Regions from separate parts of the Gossypium hirsutum genome. Here region 1 is linked to region 2. Evidence: chromatin contacts called from public Hi-C data. All regions are on one chromosome and are shown on one strand. Each heading gives the region's core, a stretch centred on a gene start, on an enhancer-like site or on the middle of the called end of the contact. The rest is flanking DNA. Distances are from core to core; before and after follow the strand shown.

Evidence for each region. Hi-C and Micro-C count contacts between places; a contact is called where the count stands out from the background.
Region 1: a contact with region 2 is called in a Hi-C map of leaf, with 2.5 times the contacts expected there. The contact joins the promoter of LOC107892059 here to the promoter of LOC121221190 in region 2. A contact is called at or near these places in 4 of 34 Hi-C or Micro-C datasets (callus and leaf).

The regions. Positions count from the first base shown.
Region 1 is chrD09:15,111,235-15,114,810 of Gossypium_hirsutum_v2.1, reverse strand. It overlaps LOC107892059 (pentatricopeptide repeat-containing protein At2g29760, chloroplastic), which reads right to left and starts at 1,751. Exons shown (of 2, transcript XM_016817030.2): 1 at 727-1,751; 2 at 1-724. The coding sequence starts at 1,639. LOC107892690 reads left to right here and starts at 2,216. Exons shown (of 1, transcript XM_016817749.1): 1 at 2,216-2,830. The coding sequence starts at 2,216. The coding sequence ends at 2,830.
Region 2 is chrD09:14,200,283-14,204,133 of Gossypium_hirsutum_v2.1, reverse strand. LOC121221190 (membrane-anchored ubiquitin-fold protein 4) reads left to right here and starts at 2,383. Exons shown (of 3, transcript XM_041101826.1): 1 at 2,383-3,230. The coding sequence starts at 3,101.

The sequences.
Region 1 (3,576 bases), core at 502-3,001, 910 kb before region 2:
TCAATAAGGTTGTTTGTGGCAATCTCAGCTAAGACTACATTTCCATGAAGCTTACATGCACCCAACAATATCCTCCACAGTACCACATCTGGATGTACAGGCATTTTCTTAATGAACTCGTAGGCCCTTTCTAGATACCCAGAACGACTTAAAAGATCCACAACACAGCCATAATGCTTCATTTCAGGGGTTAGTCCATGAACTTTTTCCATACTTTCAAAAAATTCCAACCCTTTATCTACCCATCCAGCATGAGTGCATGCAAGCAAAATCCCAACAAAGCACCCGTGAGTTGGGCCAACACCATCTTTCAACATCTGTGAGAAATATTCAAGTGCAGAATCAGCAAAACCATTAACAGCAAGTCCTGAGATAACTGAAGTCCATGAAACAGAATCCTTCTCTTTCATATCGTGGAATACTTCCAAAGCCCTCTTAACCACACCACACTTGAAATACATATCAATCAAGGAGTTTCCAACATAAACATCGGCTCGTATACCATGCTTGCAGATATAGTCATGAACTGCCTGTCCAACATCAAGAACACCCAAGTTGGCACAAGTAGAAAGAACAGTAGCCACTGTAATCTCATCAGGTGTAACCTTAGCAGCCATCATATCTTGGAAAAGCTTCAATGCATCTTTAAATTGGTTAACTTGAGAGTAACCTGTAATCATGGAAGTCCAAGAAATCACATCCCTTTGCTTCATGTTGTCAAAACCTTCCTTGCTTCAACAACTTGCCCTGCTTTTATGTACCCCTTGATCAATGCATTCCAAGACACTAAATTTCTCTCAGGCATTCTATCAAAAACTTCCCGTGCTAAATTAACTAAACCACGTTTTCCATACATATCTATCAAAGTGTTACCCAAATAAACATCAACATGAATGCAATTTTCCTCAATATATTTGACCATAGAATCTGCCAAACCCATGTTATCCGTATAACAACAAGCTAAAATAACTTTCACCATTGTCACAGCATCAGCTTTCACATTATCTTCTTGCATTGCGTTAAACAAACCCAACAATTCCTTGAACTTTTTGCATTGACTGTACCCACAAATCAAAGAATTCCAAGAAACTAAATCTCTTTTGCCCATTGTATCAAACACTTTCCTCGCAAAATCCAAATCACCACAGCTAGAGTACATATGAATCAACGCATTTGCAACGAATAAATAGGAATCAAACCCTAGTTTCACAGCATGAACATGAAACTTTTGACCGGTTTTAATATCTAAAACTCGAGCACAGGCCTTGAAAACAAAAATAAAAGTCATATTATCACCAGAAAAACCGTGGAAACAGTACATTTTGTAATAGATTTTAATAGCTTCAATGGGTTGGGTACTCTGGGAAAAACCACGGATCATGAGATTAAAGTTTAACAAAGTGGGTAGTTTAATTTGATTGAAAACGAGATAGGCTTTGTGCAAATGAAAGGGAGCAAGACAGTAAGCTCTGATAACGGAAGATATTGAAGAGGAATCATCGTGGCGGTGGGTCTTGATTAAATACGCGTGAAGCTCTTTAGCGACGGTGATAGACAGGGGATTCTTGGTTACTCGATCTGGTTTTAAACGGGATGAGAAGCTGGTGAAACGTCGCGAAATGGGCCTTGCAAGTTTCATGAACAGCGGAGGTTCAAGTAGCAGAATATTTGGAGTCAATTTCTTGTATTAGGCTCACGATGTATGAACTTGTTTCTTAAATCTTACCACCATTTTTAGGCTTAATGTATGATTTGGCACCCGAAGTATACTTGTTTTCTCATTTTAGTATTAAAATTTTTATGCTTAATTCATTATTTTATAGATTAATTATTTTATTATTTAATAATATATTATTTTTAAAATAAATATTTTTTAGGGTAATTTTTAGCTTGGGATATTGGCGATGGTGGACAATAATGGTGGCAGGCCTAATACCGGCATTAGGAGAGTAACTAAGAAAGTGAAAAGGCGACCGGAGTCATCACAAGAAGCGGATGATCCAACAGTTGATGGAGATGGTCAGCAAATCCAAAACCAGGATACAACTAGAATCACATATAAGGCAACGCTAATGGGGGATGTCCATGAGGCAGTACAACATACTAGAATGGAAGAAGGTTTTGAACTGCAAGATGGGGACGTGGTTATGAAATGGTGGACGGAGTTCCATTGGTAACGTTTTCGAATCGTGTTCACAAATTTATTGAGCGTAAAATGTCAAGAACTGTGATCGTCAAGCTTTTAGGGTCCAAAATTGGGTTTAATGCACTTAGCAAAAAGATTACGCTTCTGTGGAAACCCAAAGGCTCATTCCAACTCATGGATTTGGATAATGAGTTTTACTTGGTTCAGTTTGATGATACAGATGACTATAAAAATGTGTTAACAGGAGGCCCTTGGGTTGTTTATGGTAATTATCTGACGGTTCGTCCATGGTCTCTGGATTTTTCATCCACGAATGCTGATATGAGTATTCAAGTTGTTTGGATTAGATTACCAGGTTTACTTGAAGGGTTCTACTCAAAGGTCTTGCTCAGAGCTATTGGGCAGATTATTGGACCAGTTATCAAACTCAATATTAATACGAATCTTGAAAGGAAGGGTCAGTTTACTAGATTAGCGGTCTGTGTTGATCTGCAGAAACTGTTAATTTCAAAAGTGAGAATCAATGATCAATTACAGCGGGTTGAGTATGAATCATTACGGAACGTCTGTTTTCAGTGTGGTTTATACAGCCATAGCTCTGAAGGTTGCATTGGCACGAAAGGACCGCAACCGGGCAAGGAAAATGAATCGTTAGGAATAGTTGGGGTTTCATCGGGTATCTAGAAGCGAGTGGAGGAAGAGGCCTTTGGCCCTTAGATGTTGGTTGAGAGGCATCGTGGGGGAAAGGCCCGGAGCAACGGTGAACCTAGAAACAGTGGCCGAAGAGCCAATCAAGGAGGATCTAGATTTTCAATTCTGGAAAAGGAAGATGGATTGAATCAAGACGTATTTAGTGGGCAGGTTGAAGATATGTAGGAGATCGAATGGCAAAAATGATGACTAAGGGAGCAAATGGGGTTAGGAAGATGGGGCCGAATAGGAAAGGTAAAGGAGTTCTTATTGGACATAGGCCTAAAGTTGGGCCAAAAATTTTGAAACCCATTAATTCTAATGGGGAAACATCAGGGCTTAACCAGAAAAAATTTGATGATGGCTCCTCTATGGCCCATGATAAGGTGGACAAGGTGATTGATGTGGGGGGTTTCAATCCCGTTCAGATTTCGAACCATCTAAATGCTATAAATCACCAGGCCATTCAGGTTGGTGGTATAGAACAATCTGTGGTATCGACAGGCAAAGAATTAATGGGTATGATGATAGGTAAGGAAAAACGATTGTTCTGTTTTGGAATTGGTTTCGTTGGAGAGGTTGCACCGAAGTAGAATTCCTCAATCTTTGTGGAAGGAAATTAATAGTGGAAGAAACCACCAGATAGTTCATTTGTTGATCTAGAAATAGAAATAGTAGACGTAGAGGTAGAGGTAGCCATGGAAGAAATTGTTGGTGGATTAGATAGAGATCCTGCTAGC
Region 2 (3,851 bases), core at 1,134-3,633:
TGGCTTGTCCATAATTTTCTGTATTTAGCAGTAAATTTGCATTATCTGGTGGCTTGACCACAATATTCTATTTCTGGCAGTGTGATTACACTATCTGGTGGCTTGTCCACAATATTGGTGTGTTATTAGATGGACGAGTTCTAGGGAACTCATTATGGTGTGTAGCGAAGATAGGTAGAATTTGTTTTTTGAAAGTTTGCATTGTTTTTTGAAAAGCGTTGCATTGACATCATCATTATGCATTCCAGTATATTTGATTTTGTGACTGAATATTTAGTATGTTATCTTCTACTTAAACTATTGTTGCTATGTGTTAAATCCTGTTATCTTGATTTGTGACCCACACTGGGCTTTTTAAGCTCACCCCTTTGAATTCTGATTTTTCAAATAATAATCGATGTTAGGATGAGCTCGACTATGGATGTGCTCTCATTCACTTTTTAGAAAACTATATATTTTGGTATTTATTATTTGGGATGTGTTTAATTATTTTGGACTTTGGTTTTGGATATAGACTTTGGATTATTTTTGTTTAGGATGATTTTGCATGACATACGTTTGAAACTAATACTTAAAGGGTTTTCAATAAATAGCAACAAAATGATGGATTTTCACAAAAAGGCCAAACCACTCAAAGATAGTGATTTTGTTAAACTCGATACTCTGTTTTCAAAACTCAAAATGGCATGCTCAAGAAACTGAAGGTTTAAATATATATATTTAATCTATGTTTTACAAAATGATGAACAAATTTTTGTTAGAGAGATTTTCTACTGTGTCATTCTTTTCAAATACGATGTTTTATAATCAAAATCATGATACTCGAACTTTTCTAACAATAGATGATTTTTGACAAACTACTCTTAAAGAAGGGATATAAAGATTGATATTTTGATTCTTTTTCTTCAAGCGAAATAAAAGGACGTTTTAAATACAATGATTTTTAAGAAAATATGAAAAAAAAATTTCTTCACCAATGACTTGACCAATGTGATCCTCAAGATTCGACTATAATGTCTGAACCGGGTTTAGGGGGTTACAATAATAATCCAAGAAACATACCCATAGTAGGTCAGTCAAATATGTTGTTCTCTAACACATACTCATGTATTGATTTTGACATTCTTATGTCAATGATAACAGTTTGTCATCAATCAACTACACATTAGTCTCAATGCATTATTGTTGTCCAAACCTTCAATAATACTTGACAAAATACCTTTTAACAATAATCATATTTCTTAGGAATTTATTACAATTCAGTTTATTTATATACACAGAAAAAAATTGAAATTATAATGACAATACCTTATATTAATAAATAAGGTAAAATAAGTATGTAATTACAATTATCTCATGATTGGTATTTGAGAATACTATAACATCTTTGTCCTTGATCTTAAAATGCACTATGAAATGGATGTTGGGCCATGGATATTGAGGGTTAAGTAGAAAGAATTTGGTTGTTTCAAATTGTTCTTGAGAGAAAAGAGACTAGATTGTTTGATATGATGTATATAGACTCTTGTTAAATATATTAAAAAATTGAGTGACTAAAAGCAAAACAAGTGAAATAAAAGCGTGGTTAGTGGCAAAATCATTGTGAGTGAACTTATTTTTATCGAGTGTGCACCATTCTAGACTTGTTGTAGCACTTGGGGGTTCCCCGACATTCTCCCCTACTCAATCTAATGGTGCGCTTGTTGCTAGGGGAATTCCGCACTTGATCCCTCGATCGACACCTTCTATCTGAGTGACTCCTCAGGCCTTCAGGCCAAGTCTTCTATGCTCAATTTTTCTTGACCGTTACTGCACTTGGAGAAACCATCACTCTCAGTTCTTTTGCCTCCATGATGTTGGCGCTCTCTGCACTCTTTCCATTGCACTTTTATATATGAGGGGTTGGACTTCTTTTCGAATCTACTTGCTTTCACATTCTCTCATGCTGCCCAATTGATCTTTGCCGTATGACACGATACCCATCCTTAACACTTGCGGCTTCACATCGTGCTCATCCTTGGAAGCTCTAATGACGACAAACCTCCGCACTCAAGGCTCTGGATTGCTTCCACTACATTTGACTTTAAACTCTTCCAGTCTTCACGATCACTAATAACTTAGCGTTCGTAAGGTTTTCTGTGACCCATCTCTCTCACGATTGCTTCGAGACTCCCTTTCTCTCGTTTGCTGGTCTAGTTATAATAAAAAGGCAACTCAATTATTATGTTAGTAGGCGGCAGAGTCAAATTTAGTTTTATTAATTAAAAGAAAAAGGCAACGGCGTGTTTAGCAATTACTTCACCGCTCTTTTTTGACTTAGGGACACGCGTTTATGTTCGAAGCTTAAATTATGGTCAAAGGGACCTTCCTAGTCCTTGTCTTTACCATGTTTTTTCAGCTTTATTCTTTTCCATTCACCAACCAAAATACGCCACGCCCTCTCTAATATCCATCCCTCCTAACTCACTATTTACGATACCTCCATGTCTCTCCCTTCTGCATTTGCAAATGGAAACATAAAAATAAACAACTCAAAGATTAAAAAAAAGAAAGAAAGCGTGAAGATCGGGTCTAATCTGGGTTCTCTTGAAAGTTTAACCAATTCTTTGAATCTTTTGTAGTCTCCCTCGTGTATATATAAATCACCCTCAAGAGAAGAGAAAAGAGCTCCGCAATTCATTTCATCTTTTTTCCTTTTTGTAACAACTTTTTTTTTCTAAAGGTATATATATTTAAAGTCTTGTTGTAGTTTTAGTTGTCGGTTTAGGGTTTTTTTCTTTCTAAAATTTCAATCTCTTTTTATCGTTTCATGTGTGTAATTACAACGAAAAATACCCCAAGGGTTAGGGTGGAGTGAGGTGTGATTTTGGAATCTGTTACTTTTTCTTTCATTTTCTAGGGAAACCCAAACAGTGTGCTGTTTTACTTCAATTTTTCTTGCTTTTTTCTAGGCACTTTAAACAGGGTTTTATCTGTTTGGTTTTAGGTGTAGGAAGTGAGAATAAAAATAAATTGTATGTAGTGGTGAATTTGAGAGGGTTTTTTTTTTTGGAAAAGAAGGCAAGGGTTTTGATTTTGGTGGATAATTTTGGAAATTGAAATGCCGGAGGAGGAGGTGGTAGAGATTAAGTTTCGGTTGTACGATGGATCAGATATGGGTCCATTTCGATACTCGCCTGCTTCAACCATTGCTATGCTCAAGGAAAGAATTGTTGCTGAATGGCCTAAAGGTTTGTTCTTCCATTTTCTCTTTCAAAAGTTATGTGTCTGTTTACCCCAAAGCGTAATTTCTATTTCATATGACTCAAGGGTGTTTTGTTTTTAATGTTGGGTCCTTGGGATGCGTTCATTGGTTTCTTTGTTCCCCTTACATTTGTGTTTTTTAGTTAGGGTTTCCTTGATTGATGCTTCAAGATAATGTGGTGGCGTTTCGAAGTTATTTTCAACATATGGCATTTATTATAGTTTGCTTGTTTAAAAGGGTTCTTATATGGAATTTATTATAGTTTGCAATTTTCAGAAATAGTGGGTTGTCCTCTCTGTTAAACTCAATCCAACACTTGTTTGCAGCAAATACAAACTTCTCTGTTAAATAGGCATAGATTGATGGCAAGCTTTAACTTATAATTGGTAATTAGTTTATACAAATCTCATAGCTTACTAGTCTTGAAATAGATTGCCACCAATATGGTTTTCTCATAGGAAAGATCTCTAGATGTTAACAGCTGCACCTGTTTATGGATGCTATAAGTCAACTTTTGTTAGATATGGAACATGTACTGTTAATTATCGGATGGATGTCTAATGTATATTCATTTTCATGTGTGGATGAAAACTCTTTCGGATAAGGT